Regions from separate parts of the Danio rerio genome. Here region 1 is linked to region 2. Evidence: chromatin contacts called from public Hi-C data. All regions are on one chromosome and are shown on one strand. Each heading gives the region's core, a stretch centred on a gene start, on an enhancer-like site or on the middle of the called end of the contact. The rest is flanking DNA. Distances are from core to core; before and after follow the strand shown. Region 1 overlaps tead1b (TEA domain family member 1b). Region 2 holds the start of tead1b (TEA domain family member 1b).

Region 1 (6,598 bases), core at 2,107-4,606, 150 kb after region 2:
GGGCCACTTAAAGACAAGTTTTAAAGACAAACAGCGCTGTTTGCATGTCCAGACCGCCGCTATATTTGCCCCAGCATAGCTGAAGAGTCCATGATCAAAGCTCGCACTTATTCCGTTTAATACCGCTAAAACAATTGGATGACCCGGTTGCTCCTCTAATAGCTATTCAAACATTGCATGCATTTTGTGAAATGCTAACTAGCGGCGGCCAACAAAGTGGGCCGCGTTCGTGGTCGGAGCGAAGCTGCTCAGATTCCGTTTGAAGTGACGGCGGGATCTGAATTTCAAATGAAACTCTGGATCTGCACAATAATGCCTCTCTTGAATATGATGTGAAAATGTACCAGGCCTCGTCTTAATGAAAAGAGAGTATGCCAGAAATGAATATTTGAGCTTTCTCGGTAATGAACATCGTGTTAGCTTGCTGAAAGAGCGGAGAGCAGGCTGTTCTTTTTTTCCGCTCTTCTACTGATTTTCTTTTCTCTTTTTTTTTTTTTTTTTTGAGTGGCTTTATACTCTGAGTTATTTAATCTATTCTTTCCAACCTTAGACACACTCGTTTTCTTTAGTACTTAAATAGACTGATATGGAGAAAGAGCCTTGATTGGTGGTTTAGTGTTAAGATAATGGGATACTAAAGGGATTGTTCAACTATTAACGAACATACAGTTGAAGTCAAAATGATTAGCTCTTCTTTTCCAAATGATGTTCAACAGAGCAAGTAATCTTTAACAGTATTTCCTATAATATTATTTCTTCTAGAGAAAGTCTGGTAACACTTTATAATAACTACACACGATAAGTGTTAACTGTACTTTAATAAACATTAGTAAGCAGTTTATAAATGCAGCTACAAAGGCTGTGTTCTTGACTTATAACCACATTTATAATGTGCTTAATAGTTGTACTTTCATACTTGGTATTGCCCTTTCAGCCGCAACCCATCTCTGGAAAACATCTACACGCACTCTTTCACACACACACACTCATACACTACGGACAATTTAGCCTAGCCAATTCACCTGCACCGCATGTCTTTGGAATGTGGGGGAAACCGGAGCACCCAGAGGAAACCCCCGCAAACTCTGGGAGAACATGCAAACTCCACATAGAAATGACATCTGACCCAGCCGAGGCTCGAACCAGTGATCTTCTTGCTGTGAGGCGACAGCACTACCTATTTCAATATTCTTTAAAATATCTTGGTATTTTGGTATAATCTACACCTCTCTGCCAAGTGTTTAGAACATAGGGCTGCTTGATTTTGGGAAAAATCATAATCACGATTATTTTGGTCATAATTGTAATCACGATTATTCAAAACGATTATCTGTTGGATAATGAGGGAAAGATCGTCAATAATGGGCAGAGCTTTCCACCTCTGATGACTAGTACAAAAGGGAGAATGTCAATCAAAGTGTTTCTGTAGACCGTTTTTATCAAGTTTGCCTATAAAAGACAAAACTAATTTATTTTTACCATTAGAAGCTGTTTAAATTCACAGTCTGTTGCCACATAACTGTGTTTAAGCCCCTTATAAAAGTGATTTTTGGATAAAAGGTGCGCTTTAATCTTTAAGTTTGATCTTGAAAGTCTCCACTAGATGGCGGTTGTGTTGTAAATGGTGTATACTGCTGGTTCTGTTCTGTTCTTGGTTCTGATGCAGGTTTATTTTGTATGTAAGTGTTTGAAAACACTTTATACCTTCACATACTAAAAGCTGCAATCTCATTGGTTGATAGGCCGACTTGAACTGCAACATTCAGGATGAGACCGGAGCTTTCTATGGAGTGACCAGTCAGTATGAGAGCCCGGAGAACATGACCATCACCTGCTCCACAAAAGTGTGCTCGTTCGGCAAACAGGTGGTGGAGAAAGTGGAGGTAACTTCTAAGTTAAATACTATACCACACTGTAACAAATTGCTGTAAAATGTACAGTACAACTGGCAATTTTGGTTCCCAGTAATACATGTCCAAGTGCACTTGTGAATTGTGCTGAAAACTTCATTTACAATGCCCTTCAAATCTGCCCACTGGCCTCTGTCCATCCTCCTAACCATCCCCATATCATAATTGGCTTCATCACTTTGTCTCCTCTCCACCAATCAGCTGGTGTGTGGTGTGCAGTCTGGCAAGCCACACAAAAAATGTCTTAAATCTTAAAATGTATTAAATCTCCAAAACAAAATTTTAGGTCTTAAAAAGCCTTATTACGTTTATTAAATTATATATATTTTTGATAGGGCAAATCAAAATCTTTTGTAAAACTTCTTAGTGTTTAGGCCCTGTATGAGTCTAAAATTTCATTCATAATATTCTTTAAAAGTCTTAAATTTGACTTTGTGAAACCTGCAGAAACCCTTTTTAAACATTACTTGTATTTATTTATTTAAATATCTATTTAATATTAATGTAAATATTCCTTATTTTTAGCAGTTGTGCAATGTTTTAATTTTTAGCTAATTTTATAAAAAAATTATTGAATTTTATTTTATTATATATTTAATATTTTATTTTATTATTTTAATAAATATAAAATTTTTATTATATATTTTATTAAGTATATATATATATATATATATATATATATATATATATATATATATATATATATATATAAATATATAATATTTTATTTTTTATATTACATTTTAATTTTTTATATATTGCATTATATATTTTATTTTATTATATATTGTATTATATATTTTATTTTATTATATATTGTCTTATATATTGTATTTTTCATTATTTTATTTATTATTATATATTTATTTTTTATTTTATATATATATATATATTTAATTTATTTGAAATATTTTTTATTATATATTGTATTATATATTTTATTTTGTTTTATTGTATATTGTATTATATATTTTGTTTTTTATTATATTAAATTATATATATATATATATATATATATATATATATATATATATATATATATATATATATATAAATATATATGTATATATATATATATATATATATATATATATATATATATATTAGATATATTATTTTGTTTTATTATATATTTTATTATATTATATTTTTTATTTTATTATATATTTAATTTTTTATTATATATTTTATTTTATTAATCTCTTCTTTTTATTTATTTTTTATTATATATATTTTTTATTAATCTCTTCTTGTCTATCCCCCCAGACGGAGTACGCTCGCTTCGAGAATGGCCGTTTTGTGTACCGAATAAGTCGGTCTCCCATGTGTGAATACATGATCAACTTCATCCACAAACTCAAACACCTGCCAGAGAAGTACATGATGAACAGCGTCCTGGAGAACTTCACCATCTTATTGGTGAGTCTGCATGTCCATCATTAATGATCCAACCAATCACTGAGCTCTCCAAGTGCAGGGAGACAAGCTAGCATTCCTGGGATTCCTGTGGCGCTGTGCAAAGCCTGATAATCTCTTGCTTTCTCCAACCCTCATACACACAGGGATTAGAGCCCTATTCACCCCTATAGCGAGGGTCTTACTAATGCACTTTCCCTGGGCTGTGACTCTCACCTGCGATGGGGGCTTTAGTTGTTGTTATTATAGTAAGACTGAGGGGAGACGTGTGTATATGTGTACTGTATGTGGATTTGAAGAGTGGAGGTGCTAGTATTAACAACAATCACAGGTGATCTGAGCACATACACGGCTAAATGCAGGTGTGAATAGGATCCAACATGTTGGAAATTGTTTAAAGCACTTTTTTGAATAGTAATGTGTGTTTGTGTCAAACACGTTGCTCAATGTATCATTGCAAAAAAACAGGGCTTTAAACATGGTCATTTAAAAGTATGGCTTTTCCAGACAACTGATGAAAATACATAAATAAATAAATAAATAATCCAAAAAACTATTTAAATATTCATTCATTCATTCATTTTCTTGTCGGCTTAGTCCCTTTATTAATCCGGGGTCGCCACAGCGGAATGAACCGCCAACTTATCCAGCACATTTTTATGCAACGGATGCCGCAACCCATCCCTGGGAAACACACACACACACATTTATGCACTACGGACAATTTAGCTTACCCAATTCACCTATACCACATATCTTTGGACTGTGGGGGAAACCAGAGCACCCGGAGGAAACCCATGCGAATGCAGGGAGAACATGCAAACTCCACACAGAAACACCAACTGAGCCGAGGATCTATATATACAATATACAAGACTTTATTAAAAAGACATCCAGAAGCAAAATAATTAAAGGAAATTGAGTAAATAGAAATGCCACTTAAGAATCTGGCTTTTTTACTGGCAAATTAACCCGGGTTTTGGTAAAAACCCAAACAATACAAACAAAAATAAAACAAAACAAAAAATCTAAAAAATGAGTTCTGTGTAATAACAATGAAATAACACAAGGAGAAAGTCCTGAACTGCTGAAACGTATTTAGTACTTCTTATAAAAGGCTTTTTTGGTGATGGCAACTTGAAGACGCCTCTGATGTGGAGAATGAAGTCACATGCATAGCTCAGGTGTGAGTTTTTCAGACTTCAACAAGTGTCAAAATCTTGATGGTTCTGTGGGTCTCATCTATCAAATAAGAGCTTTATTTTGTATTCTCTATTGGACTCACTTCAGGTAATTGGCTGGGCCATTCTACAGCTTGCTTTTCTTTCTCTGAAAGCATTTAAGAGTTTCCTTGGCTGTGTTTTGGATCATTCTCTTGCTGAAATGTCCACCCTGGTTTCATCTTCATCATCCTGCTAATGTAGATGTTGGACTGAAGCAGATAATATTTATTTACAGTAAGGAAAGGCAGAGGATTGCTGAAGAACTACTGAGAGGTTTCAGCTGCTGTCTTTTCATGCCTGTCAGCACCTTCCCTTGTTTATGTGTTTAATACATTTCTCTGTGTCATTTCATTTCATTAAACTAAACTTCAATAAACTAATTAGTAAAGCTGTCACGATCCTCCAAATCCTCGATTCGATTACATTTTCGATTCTAAAGGCACGATTAGATTTTCGATTATGAATAATTAATTAATTAATGACCAATTAATTATTTGTAGCCTACCGTTTAAACTACCTGACCTGCATGGTCTTTGTTTTACCCATAAACAAATCATACAGTAAATTAATAAAGGCAAGATACACGCATAATTACCACCTGTCAATCACTTTTTCTGCGGTACTCGTGAATAGGCAGTGATCTGTGTCGTTATAATGGCGTCAGTAAAAAAGACGCACAACCAACAGAAACCAGCCAACAGTATCTGAGGTGTTCGCTAAAATGACTAAGTACAAGTGAGTGAAAGATTGAAGCAGTCTGTTTATCCTCTGACTGCCTGAACCTGCTCTCTCGAGCGCATGGCTGTGTCACGTGATGTGCATTTTCAGAGGTAGTGAGGAAGGAGGGCTGCTCAGAAATGCTACACGCCACTGTGGATGTCAAATCGTTGTCGTTCTAAAATGCCATTTAAAAACAAAGACAGTGTAAACAGGGCCTGAGTGTGTACTTTTCGCGAGCGGATTTGCAACGGGGGCGGGCGGAGGATCGCGATGCCGGTGTTGTCTATCGGACAAACCGTACTTAATACGTACATAGCAGAGCTTGCAAAACTGTGTTTTTTTTTGTCGACAACACGAACGTTGTCAACATAACTCACTGGAAATCCAAAATGCTTACACACCGGCGACTTCATTGAAAGAGGAGAGGGTTTAAGTTCTGTCGACGGGTCTCCTGCTTCTGCAGTTTAACAAGCACTTCAACTAGCCTGTTTTTTTCCCGCTTGGCAAGCCAAGCTGACGTGACATGGGGGCGTGGCAGCATCGACGATTCTATTTTTTGATTCGATAATCGAAATTGAGCATAAATTTCGATCGATTTCGATTAAAAATCGAAATCGTGACACCCCTACTAATTAGATTTGAAAGCATGGAATAATGAAGCTACAATTTCAGCTTTGCATCACAATAATATATGACTCTTTACAGCGTATTAAACGTTAAACAATTTTAAATTGTCATTTTCCACAACGCATTACTTAGTCAACAAAATGCAAACAAATAAGTCAGTGCAACAAATGATCTGTAAATATTTAATGATTACATATTGTTCACATTATAGCGTAATGACTGCAATACCTTTTGCATCTTAGCAAAGCGAATGGACCTCCAGATTGTGCTTAACTGCTCTAAATCTTCTGCAATAAACCCATCACCCACTCATATTTTAACAGTTTTGCTGTGACTTTGGCTTGAGTGTGAACAGTACAGTAATGCCACACTTCTCGCTCTGTTTCAGGTGGTAACAAACAGAGACACACAGGAGACCCTGCTGTGCATGGCCTGTGTGTTCGAAGTGTCAAACAGCGAACACGGAGCCCAGCATCACATCTACAGACTAGTGAAGGAATGAAGCAGCTCTTTCACACAGACTCTGGACCTCAGTACAGTGGCAGTGCCTCTAGCTCAACACTCACTCAAGATGATTTTACGTCACGTTTGGGTGATGCTTCTAATTATATATATATATATATATATAAATATATATTTTTTCTTTATTAATATGTGTTTGACGTTTAACTGCAGCTGTGAATCGCGGTACAGTTGTGTTTT
Region 2 (5,725 bases), core at 1,761-4,260:
GCTTCTCTTGAACTTTCCTCTCTTTAAAATGTATATTTAATATTGTTTTTTAAAACATAAGGTGGGTGTACTAGTTTTTGGACATTTATCCTAAGTTATTTTGTTAGATAAGCTCCAGATTTGGCTTTAGTACTGACTAATCTAATGCATATGCACAAATATAAGATTGTATAGATTCCTATTTAAAAAAATGAGTTTAAAAGAGAGATTTGTGAGACGTGCACCTTTCGTTAAACTGCTTTGTAACTATAATTATTGTGAAAAGTGTTCTACAAATAAAATTGAATTGAATATTTCTTTTGATCCACCATGACTGATTCCATGCTGAGTAGTAAATGTTACGGATATGAAAAAAACATTATTAATAATATGTTAATAATCTTGTTATTATTCATTGTTCAAAAGTCTTTTCTCTTAACTTTTTATATTGCTTTTAACATTCTATTCCAGGTATAGGTGTAGAATTCATAGAGACCCCAAGCAAAAGCAACATTAAAATCCTCGAAAGTAGCCTACACCTTTGTAAAACTGCTTTAGAATGATAATTATGGTGAAAAATGATGTGCAAATAAACTTCAATGTAATTTAATATTTTGTTGATGCACCATGGCTGATTCCACGTCCTGTGATAATTGTATACACACAAAATATGTTAATAATATGCTAATAATTTGTTATTATTTAATGTTCAACTATCTTTTCTCTTATTATTTTTAAAATTCTATTCCATTGCTATTAGAGTTCATAAAGACATCAAGCGAAAGCAACAATAAATCCTTGAAAGTAGCCTACACCTTTTGTTAAACTGCTTTGGAAGATAATTATAGTGAAAAATTCTATATAAATTAACTTTAATTTATTCATTCATTTTCTTTTCGGCTTAGTCCCTTTCTTAATCAGTGGTTGCCACAGCGAAATGAACCGCCAACTTATCCAGCAAATGTTTTACACCCTTCTAGCTGCAAATCATCACTGGGAAACATCCATACACACTCATTCACACACATACACTACGGACAATGTAGCCTCCCCGAATTACCTGTAACACATGTCTTTGGACTTGTGGGAAAAACCTGAGCATCCGAAGGAAACCCATGCCAACATAGGGAGAACATGCAAACTCCCCAGAAATGCCAACTGACCCAGCCGGGGCTCGAACCAGTGACCTTCTTGCTGTGAGGTGATCGTGCTACTGACCATGCCTCCCATAAACTTCAATGTAATTGAATATTTTTTTGTTGCCCCATGACGCACTGTGGTTAATGTTTTACACAATATATGTTAATAATTTGTTAATAATCGTGTTATTATTCACTGTTCAGCAAACTTTTCTCTTAATTTTCAGATTACTTTTAACATTTTATTCCATAGCTATAGTGTAGGTGTAGAGTTCATAAATACATCAAGCGAATGCAACATCGAGACCTGGAAAGTAGCGTACACCTTTTGTGAAGCTGCTTTGGAAGGATAATTATGATAAAATTATATGCAAATAAACTTTAATGTAGTTTAATATGTTTTTGATGCCCCATGGCACACTGTGGTTAATGATATACACAATATATGTTAATAATATGTTAACAATCGTGTTATTATCATATTACTTTTAACATGGTATAGAGTTTGTTGCAACATTGGCTCATTCAAGCAAACATTAACACATCAAAAATAGCCTACACCTTTTGTAAAACTGCTTTGGAATGATAATCATGGTGAAAAATTATATGCTAATAAACTTTATTGTAATTTAAAATGTTTTTTATGCCCCATGGCTGAGTCCACACATTCTAATAAATATATACACATTATATATGTTAATAATTGTGTTATTATTCACTGTTCACCAATCTTTTTTTCTTAATTTTTAGATTATTAAGTTTTAATCCATAGCTATTGGAGTACAGTTCATAAAGACATCAAGCGAAAGCAACATTAAGACCTCGAAAGTAGCCTACACCTTTAGTTAAACTGCTTTGGAAGCATAATTATGATGAAAAATGATAAACAAATAAACTGTAATGTATTTTAATATGTTTCTAATGCCCCATGGATGATTTCACACACTCTGATAAATGTGTACACACAGCATATGTTAATAATATGTTAATAATCTTGTTATTATTCACTGTTCAGCAATCTTTTTTTTTTTTCAGGATTTCAGATTACTTTTAACATTCTAATCCATAGCTGTAGGAGTACATTTCATAGAGACATCAAGCGAATGCAACATTAAGACCTTGTAAAGTAGCCTAGACCTTTTGGTAAACTGCTTTGGAAGCATAATTATGATGAAAAATCATATGCAAATAAACTTTAATGCAATTTAATATTGTTGATGCCCCTTGTGGTTAATGTTACACACAATATATGTTAATAATATGTTAATTATCTTGTTATTATTCATTGTTCAACAATCTGTTCCCTTTATTTTCAGTTTACTTTACACATTATATTCCATAGCTATACCGTAGGTGTAGAGTTCATAAAGACATCAAGCAAATGCAACATTAAAACCTGGAAAGTAGCCTACACCTTTTTTAAAGCTGCTTTGGAAGGATAATTATGATGAAAAATGATATGCAAATGAACTTTAATGTAATTTATTAATTTTTGATGCCCCATGGTGCTCTGTGGTTAATGTTATACACATTATATGTTAATAATTTGTTAATAATCTTGCTATTATTCATTGTTCAACAATCTTTTCTCTTAATTTTCAGATTACTTTTAACATTCTAATCCGTAGCTTAAAGTATAGAGGTGTAGTTTAAGCGAAAGCACTCAAACCTCGAAAGTAGCTTACTGTTAATACACAGATGCGAATCCATACGCTGCAAACAAGTGGGTTAGAAAGTATAAACAGAGCCAGCGCTGTTTCCCATTGGAGGAGGGCATGGACGTGTCCTGTGAGGTCATCCCCATGGATGTGGGAGAAGCTGCGGGATGACGCCACCCTCTCGCTCCGCCCTGCTGCAAACTCGACGCTCGCGTTCATTTCATTCCTGCTCTCATTCCGAGCATTCTTCGCATCTCTATCGGTGCGGCGGAGATTCCCGTTCACATTCCGGCCGGCCCCAAAACACAAGAATAACTTTACACAGTTTGCAAAAAAACTATACAAACCCACACTAGAACAAAACAAAGGGGCCGAACTTAAATTTTGATATAAATAAAGCGGACGTTAAGGTAAGTTTTAAGGTAATTAGCCCTTTAACGGCTTGAGATCAAACGGTTTTTCTGGATTAAGTTAAAGCAGACGAGCAAAATACAAAGTGTATTGCGCGATTATGACTATTGATAGGCATGTAGCAAGAGGGGTCGGGCTCAAAGTATCTTTTCAATGGGATTTAGTTCGACGCTGCAGCAACAGGGTGCTTTCACTTTGTCCACTGACTCAGTCTGACATAGCAGGGAAAATCTTTGACATTTTTCACATTTTTGCTAAAGAAGCTGACCTTGCGCGCTCGTACTCTGCAGTAAGTCCCGTGCAATTTACACCCGAAACAATACGCGTCGTTTTGGGGAACATTTTTTTGGACATTGATTATTGCATGAAAAGAATTTTGGACAAGATGACGGATCCAAATGTTGCTGTTTTCTCCTCCATAGTTGGCTACGCTGCACATTTCGGAGCGCCGCACAAATATAGCGCGGAGAGACTTGTTGCTCGCGTATCTTTGGCGTTTATTCACCAGCTTCTGGTCGGATCTTAACCGTAAGTACACATTTGACTTTTTTCTTCTCTTTCATTATCTGACTTGCGTCAACTCTCGGCATCTTTATTCACTTGTTTTACAGTGTTGGTTTAATCTTTGGCTGTGCCATAAACACTTCACATCCTTTAGCCTATTTGTGTGGTTTATTTTAAAAACAGCGACTTGTTTAGTCATAACTTTAAAGACTCCTTTACTCTAGAGAAACTTTAGCTTGCTGAGCTTATGCAATTGTAAAAAGTAACTCATTTGTCTGTTCAACGCATTTATGTTTTAATCCCACAAGTTGTTGACATTGCTTTTAGTGTATTAGCCTGTTTCGGAAAGATTACATGGGAGAATCTGGCTGCTATTCCTCTGTCATTTCCTTTGTTGGGATTGCCCGCCCTGTTTCTGCAGGACTAATGTCGTGCCTCGGCGTGTTGCATTTAGGGTTTATAAACAGTAATAGCATTTCAAATGCTGCGTGTCACTTACAGTATGTGTTTTAAATCCTGAAACGCTGTTTCATCACTAGGAATGAAACTATGAAGGACGGTAACAGCGGGACGGGACGTAGCTTAGCTTAGCACTTCATCAGTGACTAGCTTTACAACTCCACTAACTATCCAGGCTTTTACATAATCGCACACTATTCAGTATTATTATATAATGGTTTACGTTTTTAAACATGGCATTGTCATTTTGAGAATGAATTATTCAACTATGAAATCAATCATCTGCACCTCCAGCTGCTTAAAACCTTCACTTTTTAATATCAAACTGCTTTTGTATAATCAATTGACTCATACCTTATAACACATCACAGGTATTACTATTGTAATACAATTATATCTTGATATTAGTCACATATTTCTTCAACTTGATTACATTACGGCCCCATAATAGTTCATTACAGTTTAACAATGGAAGCCATGAAAACACAGCTGGAAAAATTCAAGTTAATTTAATTCTTTTTTATTTCTATAGCGCTTTTACAATGTAGATTGTGTCAAAGCAGCTTCACATAGACGATTATAGTAAATTGAAACAGTGTCAGTCCAGTTTTTAGTGTTGAGGTTCAGTTCAGTTCAGTGTGGTTTAATCACTGCTGAGAGTTCAAACACTAAAAAGCAAATCATGTAATAGCAAAAATGTCAGCACTTTTTTTTTTACACTAAAATCTACTCTTTAGTTTTATTTAGTTAAACTGACTGTAGGAGATTAGCCAATTCAAAGTCATTTTCAATCAGATGTCAACAAACATTAATGTCCTAAATTTTAAACAGTCAGCAATGAGTCGACTATAAACATACAAATAAAAAAAACACATTTTCAGTGCACATTTTCACTTTCTGAATCATATAAAAGCATCATTTTTTTTGTCTTTCAAATGTTCAAGATTTAAAACTTTTCTTAACTCATTAAATTCTTAAAAGGAAAACAAGTTTCTCTATTGTGTGTTTTTGGGGAAAGACCTCCTTTCTTCCAGTTAATTGTCGTCTTATATTTCCCATTGACCCTTTTATAAAGAAGGGTCCGAGCGGCACAATGCGTTGCTTGTGTCCTCTAACTGGGCCATTATTATCACATACTACAGTAAACAGATTGACTTCTATCAGATGTAACCCCTGACATACTGTACTACAGCGATGAGAAGCAAATCAGTTTTTTCGTGTATGTGTGTGTGTGTGTGTGTGTGTGAAAAATAGGCTTAGCAATAAGCACTTTGTGCTCAGTGTGATGCAGCACATAGACCTGTTGAACACACGCGCTTGCTTGACATTTTCAAGAGAGAGAATGAAACGCTGAACTCATCAGTTGATGTTGAACATCTGACTCTTGATCAGATGTAGTTTATAAAACAGAGGAACCATATCAAAGTATTCATTAGCTACACCTAAAAAGGAAACCAGAGTAGAAGTGCTTTTTTTTGACGTTAGAAAGTTTTAGTCTTAGCCTTTACTATGTGTTGTCAGTTAGTATGTTGATGATTTGTGTTAAGCAGGTTGATTAAGAGGCTTTATTATTAT

The links. A called contact is a pair of places that touch in the nucleus more often than the background predicts.
Region 1: a contact with region 2 is called in a Hi-C map of embryo, with 2.5 times the contacts expected there. The contact joins the enhancer-like site here to the promoter of tead1b in region 2. A contact is called at or near these places in 1 of 18 Hi-C or Micro-C datasets (embryo) and 2 of 4 datasets of contacts at active chromatin or transcription factors (embryo and gastrula embryo).

What each region holds. Positions count from the first base shown.
Region 1 is chr7:71,334,750-71,341,347 of GRCz12tu, forward strand. tead1b (TEA domain family member 1b) reads left to right here. Exons shown (of 13, transcript NM_001435835.1): 11 at 1,743-1,883; 12 at 3,177-3,329; 13 at 6,285-6,598. The coding sequence ends at 6,398. Among named protein-coding and RNA genes, the nearest start is that of rassf10b, 25 kb to the right of the region's middle. Within about 2 kb of position 3,357, at least 14 of the 62 cell types and tissues checked have an H3K27ac peak or open chromatin away from gene starts, as enhancers often do.
Region 2 is chr7:71,181,190-71,186,914 of GRCz12tu, forward strand. tead1b (TEA domain family member 1b) reads left to right here and starts at 3,011. Exons shown (of 13, transcript NM_001435835.1): 1 at 3,011-3,186; 2 at 3,610-3,715.